Regions from separate parts of the Mus musculus genome. Here region 1 is linked to region 2. The links are chromatin contacts, called in public HiChIP or PLAC-seq maps. All regions are on one chromosome and are shown on one strand. Each heading gives the region's core, a stretch centred on a gene start, on an enhancer-like site or on the middle of the called end of the contact. The rest is flanking DNA. Distances are from core to core; before and after follow the strand shown. Region 1 has its middle 83 kb from the start of Dpt. Region 2 has its middle 13 kb from the start of 4930568G15Rik.

Region 1 (4,823 bases), core at 1,685-4,184, 390 kb before region 2:
CTCCCTCTGTCCTGAAAGCTCCTTTTGGCAGTTTTCCTTCCAGGAGCCAATCAGTGCCAAGTGAACACACTGGAGCAAGGCTCTGTAGAGAAGCCCCAGAGGCTCATGGATTTTCTGTCTGACATGTTTACTCTTCTCAAGCCACTTATTAATGATGCTGACCTTTTTAGTCATTTGATTCTGACAAAGGCACCAGCAACAGTGCTCAAAGTCTGTCTACCTGGAGGGAGTCAGGGAAGTGACTACTGCTTTAAATCAGAGAATGCACCTATGCCTAGAACAGGAAATCCCAACAAACAGAACTCCTCCATCCTTCAAACTGTATACAACCAGCATCCCTCTCTGGGCTTGTTTCTCAGATATCAGAGAAACAGGCTGCTCATTCCCATCTCTACCTGTACTGTGCAGGCGGGCTCTTTAGTTCTTTCATTGCATTTTAGGCTTGAAAGGGTCTTTACCAACCATTCCCTTCAGCTTCTTTCTCAAAATGGTTAAGGCGTCCCTATCTCTTGTATGCTTCGGTTTTTTTTTTGTTTTTTTTTTGAACATAGTCCTCTGTTCAGTCAAGCAAGGCAAGGGTCTTATGCTTGAGAGTGTGTTTGAGTATGCATATATGATGCATATATGTGTATGTATATGTGTGTGTGAGTTTGTGTGTATGTATGCGTGTGTGTATGTGTGTGCATATGTATATATATATATATATATTTGCATATGTCTGTAAGTGTGTATGTATGTATATGTGTATATGTATGTGTGTGTGCATATGTGCATATATATATATTTGCATGTGTCTGTAAGTGTGTATGTGTGTGTGTGTATATGTATGTGTGTGTGTGTGTGTGTGTGTGTGTGTGTAAAGGTCAGAGAACAACTTTTAGTATTATGCCTCAGGCATCAACTACTTTCTTTTTCTTTTCCTTTTTTCCACACTGGCCTGGAGATGACCAAATTGGTAGGCTAGGCTGGCCCCAGAGATGTGTGAGTTTCAGCCTCCTGGGGCTACACACTTTCTCCAATACACTGGACTTTGATGCAAGGCATCACACAAGGCAAGTACTTACCTGGCTGAGTGGATTTCCCAGCCCAGGCATCTTCAGCAGAGACTCTAAGATGATTGGCAGACCAGCAAATGGTCCCCTGGCTCTTACATCCTTCCCATTGCTCTCTTTCTACTGTTAGGAGACCGTTTTCTGAGTCCAGCCGTCTCAGCTAACTGGATCAAAACTGAGTTCATGTTCCCAGGCCTTGGAACCCAGCTCCTATTCTGCTTGTTCAGGTGTTCCATGTCTGTTAACCAGCAGAGGATGCAAAAAGGGAAGTTGCTGTTATCCTGTTGTCTAAACTAAGGTACACAAGTTGTAAATGTTCTGTCTTCCTTTCATTGGCTAAGAGCTGCAGCCCTACTCCTTTGTTCTCTTATCATTCTAAGTTCCTGGTTGGGGATTTAGCACAAGGCCCTGGTTTCGGCCAGATCAGAGTCCAGTGGGAACCTGACTACAAAGGATGACTAGAGAACCCTGAAATCAGGTGATCCAGATAAGGCCCGTAACTAACAATAACTTCCTCGCTTAACCCCTTGTATCAAAATATGATTGGTCAATAAAATAGCCCACCCCAATCCCCCTTGTTTTGTGGTCCCATCCTATAAAAATGTACAATCTCCCTTCAGGGACATGGTTCAGACCCTGAACTGGCCGCCTCGCTGAGCGCTCAGAAAATAAAGCTTTCATTTTTCAGCTTCCATATCTGAAGTAAGTTTTCTTGGGTTCCACCCTGAACCTAACACTACAAGGTTCCCCGAGGCTTCTAATTAGGGATTTTGTTGTAGATGTATGTAGCAAGAGGGAAACCATGCCTCATTAAATAAACCTAAGCAAGTACCATTGGCTCCTAAGGTCAGAGATCTTAGAGGAGGACCTCCTCACACCACTCTCCTAAGCCAGTCTAATTTCTAACTGCAATCTAAGTACTTATCCATATAGCCTCACAGAAGCGTAGCTCTCACCCCTCAGCAAAGAAGCATCCTTTTGCTTATGCCCTTGTGTCGAAATATGATTGGTCAGTACAACAGCCCACCCCATCCCCCTTGTTATGTAGTCTCATCCTATAAGAATGTTGGCAGGCAGATTTCTGAGTTCGAGGCCAGCCTGGTCTACAGAGTGAGTTCCAGGACAGCCAGGGCTACTAAAAAAAACCCAAAAACCAACCAACCAACCAACCAACCAACCAACCAACCAACCAAACAAACAAACAAAAACAAACAAACAAACAAAAAAGAGTGTTGGACAATCTCCCTTCAGGGTGTGGTGTTCAGATTCCGAACTGGCTCCTTCCTAAGTGCACAGACCATTACACAAAACCTCAACTGGTCAAAATGCAGAAAATAAGTAATCATGGCACGCATAACCCCAACCAATAAATCGCAACTTTTAAAAATATACAGTGAGCATTTAACACGTAGATTCAAAAGCTAACATAAGCTTCTCTAGCTAATTAAGAAGCAGGCTACACTTTCAGATAGGAAGGGAAAGGACAAGAGTAGATTATTTTTAGCTTAAACCATGGAAGGCGAATCATTTTGGAAAAGGCTAATTGGCTTCTCTGGCCATTCTTTATTTCCCTGTGGCATTGAACTTTTCCTGGAACAATTAGATCAGGCTGGACGATTTAGCTCTTGGTATGAAACCAGATTCATCTCCTGCCCCTTGTGTGTGTGTGTGTGTGTGTGTGTGTGTGTGTGTGTGTGTGTGTGTTATCAGTTGGCTTTTTAAATAATAACTTTCTCACACTGACAGCCAAGATTTCAAACTATTTTTTTTTAATCATTGATTTGTCTAATGATCAAATTCATCTCCTAAGCACTGTAGAAGGTCATTTAAAGCTGTCCATCTGATTTCTGTTGCTGGATCTGAAGGAAAGAGCCGAGATGTGGACATGTTGCCCTTATTTACTGAACTTCCTCATTCTTGGCAGTGACTTACACTCAGTTTCCATCAGTATGGGACAATCATTAACCAGTAAGTAACTCTTGGCTATTTGGCAAAATATCCCATTAAAGCATAGTGGTACAGTGTGGCTGACAAAAGGGGTATTTTGTGAGAAGTAAAAATATCCCTCTCCTTTGAGTAAATATTGCCTCAATCCAGTACTCTGGCTTTGTAGCACACACTATAGTGGTAGCTGAACTGTTCTAACAAACAAAGCTCTAACTGACCACCGAAGTTACCCTGGAACTCACAGGCAGTTAATCATCAAACTCCAGGATACATACAGGAGGTGGGGCCAATCTGCAAACACTTCCCAAATATGTAATTAGGTTTAAATTTCTACATGATCATGTCCAAATATTAAGTTATTTAGCCTTAAAATTCCTTGCCTCATATTTTAAGACTGATTTTTAACTACATTAATGATCTCTCTGTAATCTAAAATGCAGTCATAACTACAAACCTCAGTTTACTAGATAGATATTATATTGCTGTTTCCTTTTCTTTCATTTTTTTTTTTTTTTTTTGTTTTTTGAAACAGGTTCTTACAGTGTAGCCCAGGCTGCTCTCCCACTTCCCCACAGTCCTCCTAGGTGCTAAAATTTATATGTGAGCCACAACACCTGGTTTATACTGCTGTCCCTCGACTTTTAAACCTTTGGCAGCTGATTTCCTACCATAGAAAATAATCTGCCAGTCATCCCTTTGCACGTGCTTACAAACTCATACCAAATGCATTTGCTAGCTCTTGTTACAAGGATGAAGCCCTGGCTCTGTTTCAGCATGTTCTAGTTCATGGTTGGATGGCTTCATTGACTTTGAGCCCATGTCAAGACAGTGTGACATGGTGGTAGTATAAGCCAGAAGAGGCATGTTTATCTCACAGAAACAAGGAGACAAAAAGGAGAGACTGACAGGAAGGGGGCAAGGTCTCAGTACTTTGTCAAGGGCGTGACCCTGTTAAAGTAAACTCCTTCTAGTAGACTCCAAATCCAAATGGATCCAGAAGCTGCCAATAGAAGTGCAGGTGCCAGACCTTGCCTTCAGCACATGAGCCTTTGTGGGAAGGTCACGGTTTAAATTATAGTACTGTTTACATCACAGATTGTACCTGCACCAGCATTCAGGCCTTCTATTGCTGTGGTAATGTAGACGTTACAACTGGTATATTAGTAGACACCACAGCTGGTATATTAGTAGACATTACAGCTGGGCCCATATGGGACAGGCTTTAAGTCCAATTAGACAGCTATTGGGTTCAGCCAAGATGGAAGTGCCACTATTGTATCCTTAGGGATATCTTGCCATTTTTGCGGTTCATAGTTATGGATATGTATATGTAGTAAATTTTATATCTAACTTTTATCTAATTTATATTAAAATAACATTATTTTATCTTATTTCTAGTAACTAAAAAGAATATAACTCCTTATGGCTGTTACAAACATTTTATTGCTACTTCTTTCTTACAGACATCCTCTCTAGAATCTGCCGCTCTGCACTGATTGTTGACTGAGTTGCTGACCAGCTATATTTTTGAGCCTTCTTTTCACCATGATTCTAAACCTGTCCTTTGCCTCTTTCCTTATGCCAACCTTGCCTTTTGGAATTTACATTCTTGCCATGAGATTTTTGTTCATTCTTTTTCTTTTTTTGGGAAACAACTTTTAGCAACTTTGTAAATAATACAAAGGGGATAAATATCTTTGAGGGTTTTTTTATGTAAATGGAAACCTCCTGCTTTCATATTATATGATAATAGACATGCATACTCAAGCATAGGGTAGAATTTAAATTTTACTCAGTATTTGAAAAGCACGTTCCATTATCTTC
Region 2 (5,146 bases), core at 1,773-4,272:
TGCTGAATTCTCGGATGTCTAGCTATGGTGGTGGTGGTGGTGGTGGTGGTGATGGTGATGTTAGTGAATATGATGATGATGACAAAGACGACGAAGACAGTGACAAAGATGATGATGATGAAGGCAACCTCCCCAGAAACCCCTCTGATAATTTCATTTAGTCTCTGGCTCATAATTGCTTTCTTTCATACTCAATTTCAACTCAGATCACCTAGTAACAAATGCATTTGGTGTAGGAATCTGCTTTTTAGTTACCCTTTAACTTTCCAAATTTGCCTTCTTCAGTCCTTGAGGAATGAAATCTTCTGGATTTTAAGTAAAGTGAGTGGGGTCCACTGTACTGATTTCAAGGCTTATACAGACCTGTTCTTCCTTCCAGAAGTTACCCAAACCCGAGTTGCATGAAAGAAGCAAAGACCTCATTTTGTCTCAGCTACTGAAATCATAGCTCACTCTTCCCAGTCATGCCTAACTGCATATTTTCAAGGGTAAAATATAATTCTTTACAACGGTAATAAATATTTTAAATGGGTTAAAAAAACAATCTTTATGGCATAAAGAAAGTTTGAATACAGAGTAAAACTAAGGGGATTTTAATTTCGATAGACTTTACATATAAGACCAGGTCATCCACGTCCTAGTTTAAACATTTCTCAAAAGAATGAGACCCTCTCTGTATGTAAATTCCATGGCAGGTCTCCAAATCTGTTTCCTTAGCAGAAAATCATTCTGTTAGCTTTGTCATTTACAAAGCAACAGTAAAACCTACTCGCTCCTCCAGCTGTTTTGAAATTCAATTGTTATTGTCCATAAAGGACCCAGCATAGAAGCTGGCTCAGGCTTCTCCAGCTCTCTGCCCACTTCAAGTATTGTGCTTTTTAAAATGCCTATTACTGAAAGGTGGCCTCCAGACTTGTATGTTTTCTTGTATGCTTTCTCAAATATCCTGGCAATCAAAATGAGAACGACATGTCAAGGTTTAGCTACTGTGTCAGTCTGCTGTTGAGGTTTGTCAGGTGGGGCTTCGGTTCCTGGAGCTTGGGGGTTTGAGGCAGAGGTCACGAGTGTGGAGAGCCGTGCCGCGAGCAATCGCGTGCGTGCCTCCAGTAATCGCTGTGGAGAGCTGTGCCTCGAGCAATCGCCATTATAAGATGGTGCTGGCCTCCGCTGTGCCTAACTAGTAAACAAGCCTTGTACGCAGGTGCGAGAGTGAACTCACTCCTAGTCACTCCCATTCTCGGGGTGTGATAGTGGGGTGATGGGCGAGCAATGAATCAGGAGCTGTCACGCCATATCAGGTGCTGAAACGTCACGCTGCGGGCTATAAAAGCAGCGCCATTTTCCCGGTTCGGGGTCTTCCTGAAGAAGTAAGCAATAAAGCTTTTGCCACGGAAGATTCCGGTCTGTTGCGTCTTTCTTGCCAGTCGAGTGGGACGCAATACAGGAGGAGAAGAGCAAAGAGGAGGAGAAGACGCCATTCGACAGGTGAATCCTGAGAACATGGCAATGAGGGCTGGCAGCTGGAGAAAGAGTGGCCCAGGCAGAACATGCAAGTTATAACTCAGGGTTATTGACAGGCTATCTGCCCAGCTCCAGTGCATTAAGACATAAATATAAAGGTTTTGTGTCTTTTCTTTGGAAACTAAATGATCAAGGGTGGGGTAGAAACCCCATATTAACTTTTACTACAATAGTCTGCTAACAGTATTTTAACAAAAAATAAAAAGCAGAAATGAATGATCTGTTTTGAAGATGGAGATGTCTGCAATAAAGATGCCAGCAAGATGGGCTTCATTATCAGGGCTTGTGTCTTGCCCTTGTCAACTTCTCACTGTGTTCCTGCTCAGCCTTTCCCAGGATCTGCATGGTGGCAGGGCATGTGGAGGGAGAGAGGGAGGGAGGGAGGGAGAGAGAGAGAAAGAGAGAGAGAGAGAGAGAGAGAGAGAGAGAGAGAGAGAGAGAGAGAGAAGAAGAAGAAGAAGAAGAAGAAGAAGAAGAAGGAGGAGGAGGAGGAGGAGGAGGAGGAGGAGGAGGAGGAAGGAGGAGGAGGAGGGAGAGGGAGGGGGAGGAGGAAGAGGGAGGGGGAGGAGGGAGGGGGAGGGGGACAAGCTGCCACACACCTCTGGTACCTCTGCTTGTGACTTAGGGTTTCCACTGCTGTGAACAGACACTATGACCAAGTCTTATAAGGACAACATTTAATGGGGGCTGACTTATAGGTTCCGAGGTTCAGTCCATTATCATCAAAGCTGGAACACAGCAGCATGCAGGCAGGCATGGTGCAGGGGAAGCTGAGAGTTCTACATCTTGATCTGAAGGCCACTAGGGGAAGACTACTGTCTTCCATGAAGCTAGGAGGAAGGTCTCAAAGCCCACTCCCACAGTGACACACTTCCTCCAACAAGGCCACACCTCCTAACAGTGCCACTCCCTAGGCCAAGCATGTTCAAACCACCACAGGCCTCGACTTACACACAAACAAGCATGCATATATACAGATGTGCCCACACATACAAGCATGTATATATACAGATATACAACATACATGCACACACAAGAATGGAAAGAAAACACACAGCATGTACCGGTCAGCCTGTACACACTCAGCTTGCCTCCATCTTTGATTTGTTTATTTGTTGATTTCTTTATTGCTTTGAAAAAGAATACATGCCTTTCCTCCTGGCAATGCACAGAACACCTCCTTTATCTACAGCACCCTCTTAAACTCTGCCAAGAACACCACCAGGTTCTGATTACCACAAGCAGCTATGAGTGTGGCCCAAAACAAAATCATAAACTGACTTGAACCATTATGAGATTATTTTTAAAACATTTTTGTAACGTGACTGCATGGGTCTCCATGGTGAACTTTATAGGTGACAACATCACATCACAGTGATTGGACACACTTGAAGGCAGCTGAGCTCTGAGCATTTCCACCCACTCATAGAACACTGGCTGAATGTTCTATTCCCGGAACTCCTCCAGGCTGGGCCTACCTTTTGTTTTTTCTGACTCACTTTCCAGCAGCTACTCAGCAAACATAGCCCTGGGTACCATGCCAGCCAGGCAGCTCTACAGCCTGCCTGTTAGTGTCTGGCGGTACCATTGCTGCTCTGAGGTTCCATCTCATTCATGCCCACACAAAAGAAATTGGCCCGCATGCCTCCTGCCTTATCAGTAGCCACCAGACATGTCCAGAGCCTTGTAAACTGCAGGTGGCTATAAATGGAATTCTTGCCGCACACAACCCTTACAGAGCAGAACCACGAGCAGTCAGCCGGAGCTAAGGGGTACCCCACACAAGCAGTGAAGACCCTGCCAGCCCAGCCTCTTCCTGGAGAGTGAACTCTGAGTGAACGCACCTGGGGATTGATGCATCCAATCAGGAGCCAGTGGCAGCTGCCCACTCTGCTGTAACATAGCCTAACCTTGATGAAAGAAAAAAATGTCTCTTTGGGGTCTTGCTAAATTATCCGACTCCAGAGCAGGGGGACAGGGGGGGGAGGTTTGGGGGCAAATGCCATCTGCTAGGAGACTACCCACCCCCACCCCGCCCCAAGCCTCTGATTCCAAGGTAGTCCTGACACAGGAACTTTAGCCTGGACTCATGCCAGATAGAGATGAGCTAAAAACCATGTCCAACATGACTGCAGGATATAGAACCCAAAGCCAATTACTAAACAACCCCCCTGGGGGGTGGGGGGGACAAATTTCTGAAAACAGTGATACCTGCTGTTTCCTATTGAGGATCCATTAATAAAATAATAAAAATAAAATCTCACTAAATGAGCATATTTAGAGCAGTATTCCCTTCGACGGGTTGTAATTTCTATAACTCTCTCTGGAGACAGCCTTTAGCTCTGTATAGCAACTACCAGGCAGGATGCAATCTGCAGTCTGCCGGTTGCAGAGGAGATGAGTCAGCCTGCAGCAGAAAGAGTAGCAAGGACATCTTCCCTATGAGCACCACTGTAACTCAGCAGCAGTGCAGCATAGAAGCTGTGTTTCTGCAAGATAAGCTTCCCACCCAAAGAACATATCGTTTCTCTCTGCTTCAGAAGGAAGAGGACCTCGGAGGCTTCTGAACCATGAGAGAAGTAGCCAGGCTTCGAGGCAAATGTCCTCCTGAAGAGCAAGACAGACGAACACCAACTCCTCCCCAAGCTAGGTTTCCAAACTGCAAAACCCTATTTATACCCTCTAGCTCTTCGATGCAGTGGGCCCCTGGTGTCTTCAATGTTCTCTGCTGTAAACTGACTTCTCAGAACTTCCTGATGTGCCTTTACAGGCATGCAAGCCCCCCTACTGTGAACCAAGAATGAGTCCCCCTGCTGAGCCCTGGTCCAGTGTTCAGGAATTTAAACTGTGAGTCAAGCCAGACTTCTGACAAGCACAAGCGAAAAGACTTGCAGATGAGAAGGCTGAACACTGGTCCATCAGCCCCAGTGCAAGAATTCTTGCCTTCCACTAGCCCACCTCCTTGGGTCACTCTTCCAGGGACTCTATAAGAAAGATGAGCTGTTGGATGTGTCACACGGCCCCTAATGGAGGAGCTAGAGAAATTACCCAAGGAGCTATAGGGAACTGCAACCCTATAGGTGGAACAACAATATGAACTAACCAGTACCCGGGAGCTCTTGTCTTTAGCTGCATATGTATCAAAAGATGGCCTAGTCGGCCATCACTGCAAAGAGAGGCCCATTGGACTTGCAAACTTTATATGCCCCAGTACAGGGGAACGCCAGGGCCAAAAGGGGGGAGTGGGTGGGTAGGGGATTGGGGGGGTGGGTATGGGGGACCTTTGGGATAGCATTGAAAATGTAAATGAGGAAAATACCTAATTAAAAAAAAAAAAAAAAAAAAGAAAGATGAGCTGTGTATGTCAGACCGGAGGCAGCCAGAGAGCAACCAGACTTACGGCCTGACAAAGAAATTAACTCAGGGCCAGCCTCCTCCTCGCTTCCCTTCATGGCTGAGTTACATGGTTGGTGTCTAGTTGACATGTGGGCTCTCCTCCCAGGTTCTCCTGTACTGGGCCAATACTTTTTAGCCCCTGCCTCTTGGAATTCACCATAGAGTCAGAGGAACCCTTTTTCTCACCAAATGTTGGGGATTTCTTCTTCTGCCCTATCCCTTCCTACTT

What was found. HiChIP or PLAC-seq counts read pairs in DNA pulled down with a chosen protein or histone mark.
Region 1: a contact with region 2 is called in a FOXA1 HiChIP or PLAC-seq map of pancreatic cancer cells. The contact joins two enhancer-like sites. A contact is called at or near these places in 1 of 39 promoter capture datasets (the SN4741 cell line) and 2 of 115 datasets of contacts at active chromatin or transcription factors (cardiomyocytes and pancreatic cancer cells).

The regions. Positions count from the first base shown.
Region 1 is chr1:164,711,252-164,716,074 of GRCm38.p6, forward strand. No RefSeq gene overlaps it. Among named protein-coding and RNA genes, the nearest start is that of Dpt, 83 kb to the right of the region's middle. Within about 2 kb of position 2,935, at least 24 of the 459 cell types and tissues checked have an H3K27ac peak or open chromatin away from gene starts, as enhancers often do. A contact at or near this core is called in pancreatic cancer cells, where this site is marked.
Region 2 is chr1:165,101,864-165,107,009 of GRCm38.p6, forward strand. No RefSeq gene overlaps it. Among named protein-coding and RNA genes, the nearest start is that of 4930568G15Rik, 13 kb to the left of the region's middle. Within about 2 kb of position 3,023, at least 72 of the 459 cell types and tissues checked have an H3K27ac peak or open chromatin away from gene starts, as enhancers often do. A contact at or near this core is called in pancreatic cancer cells, where this site is marked.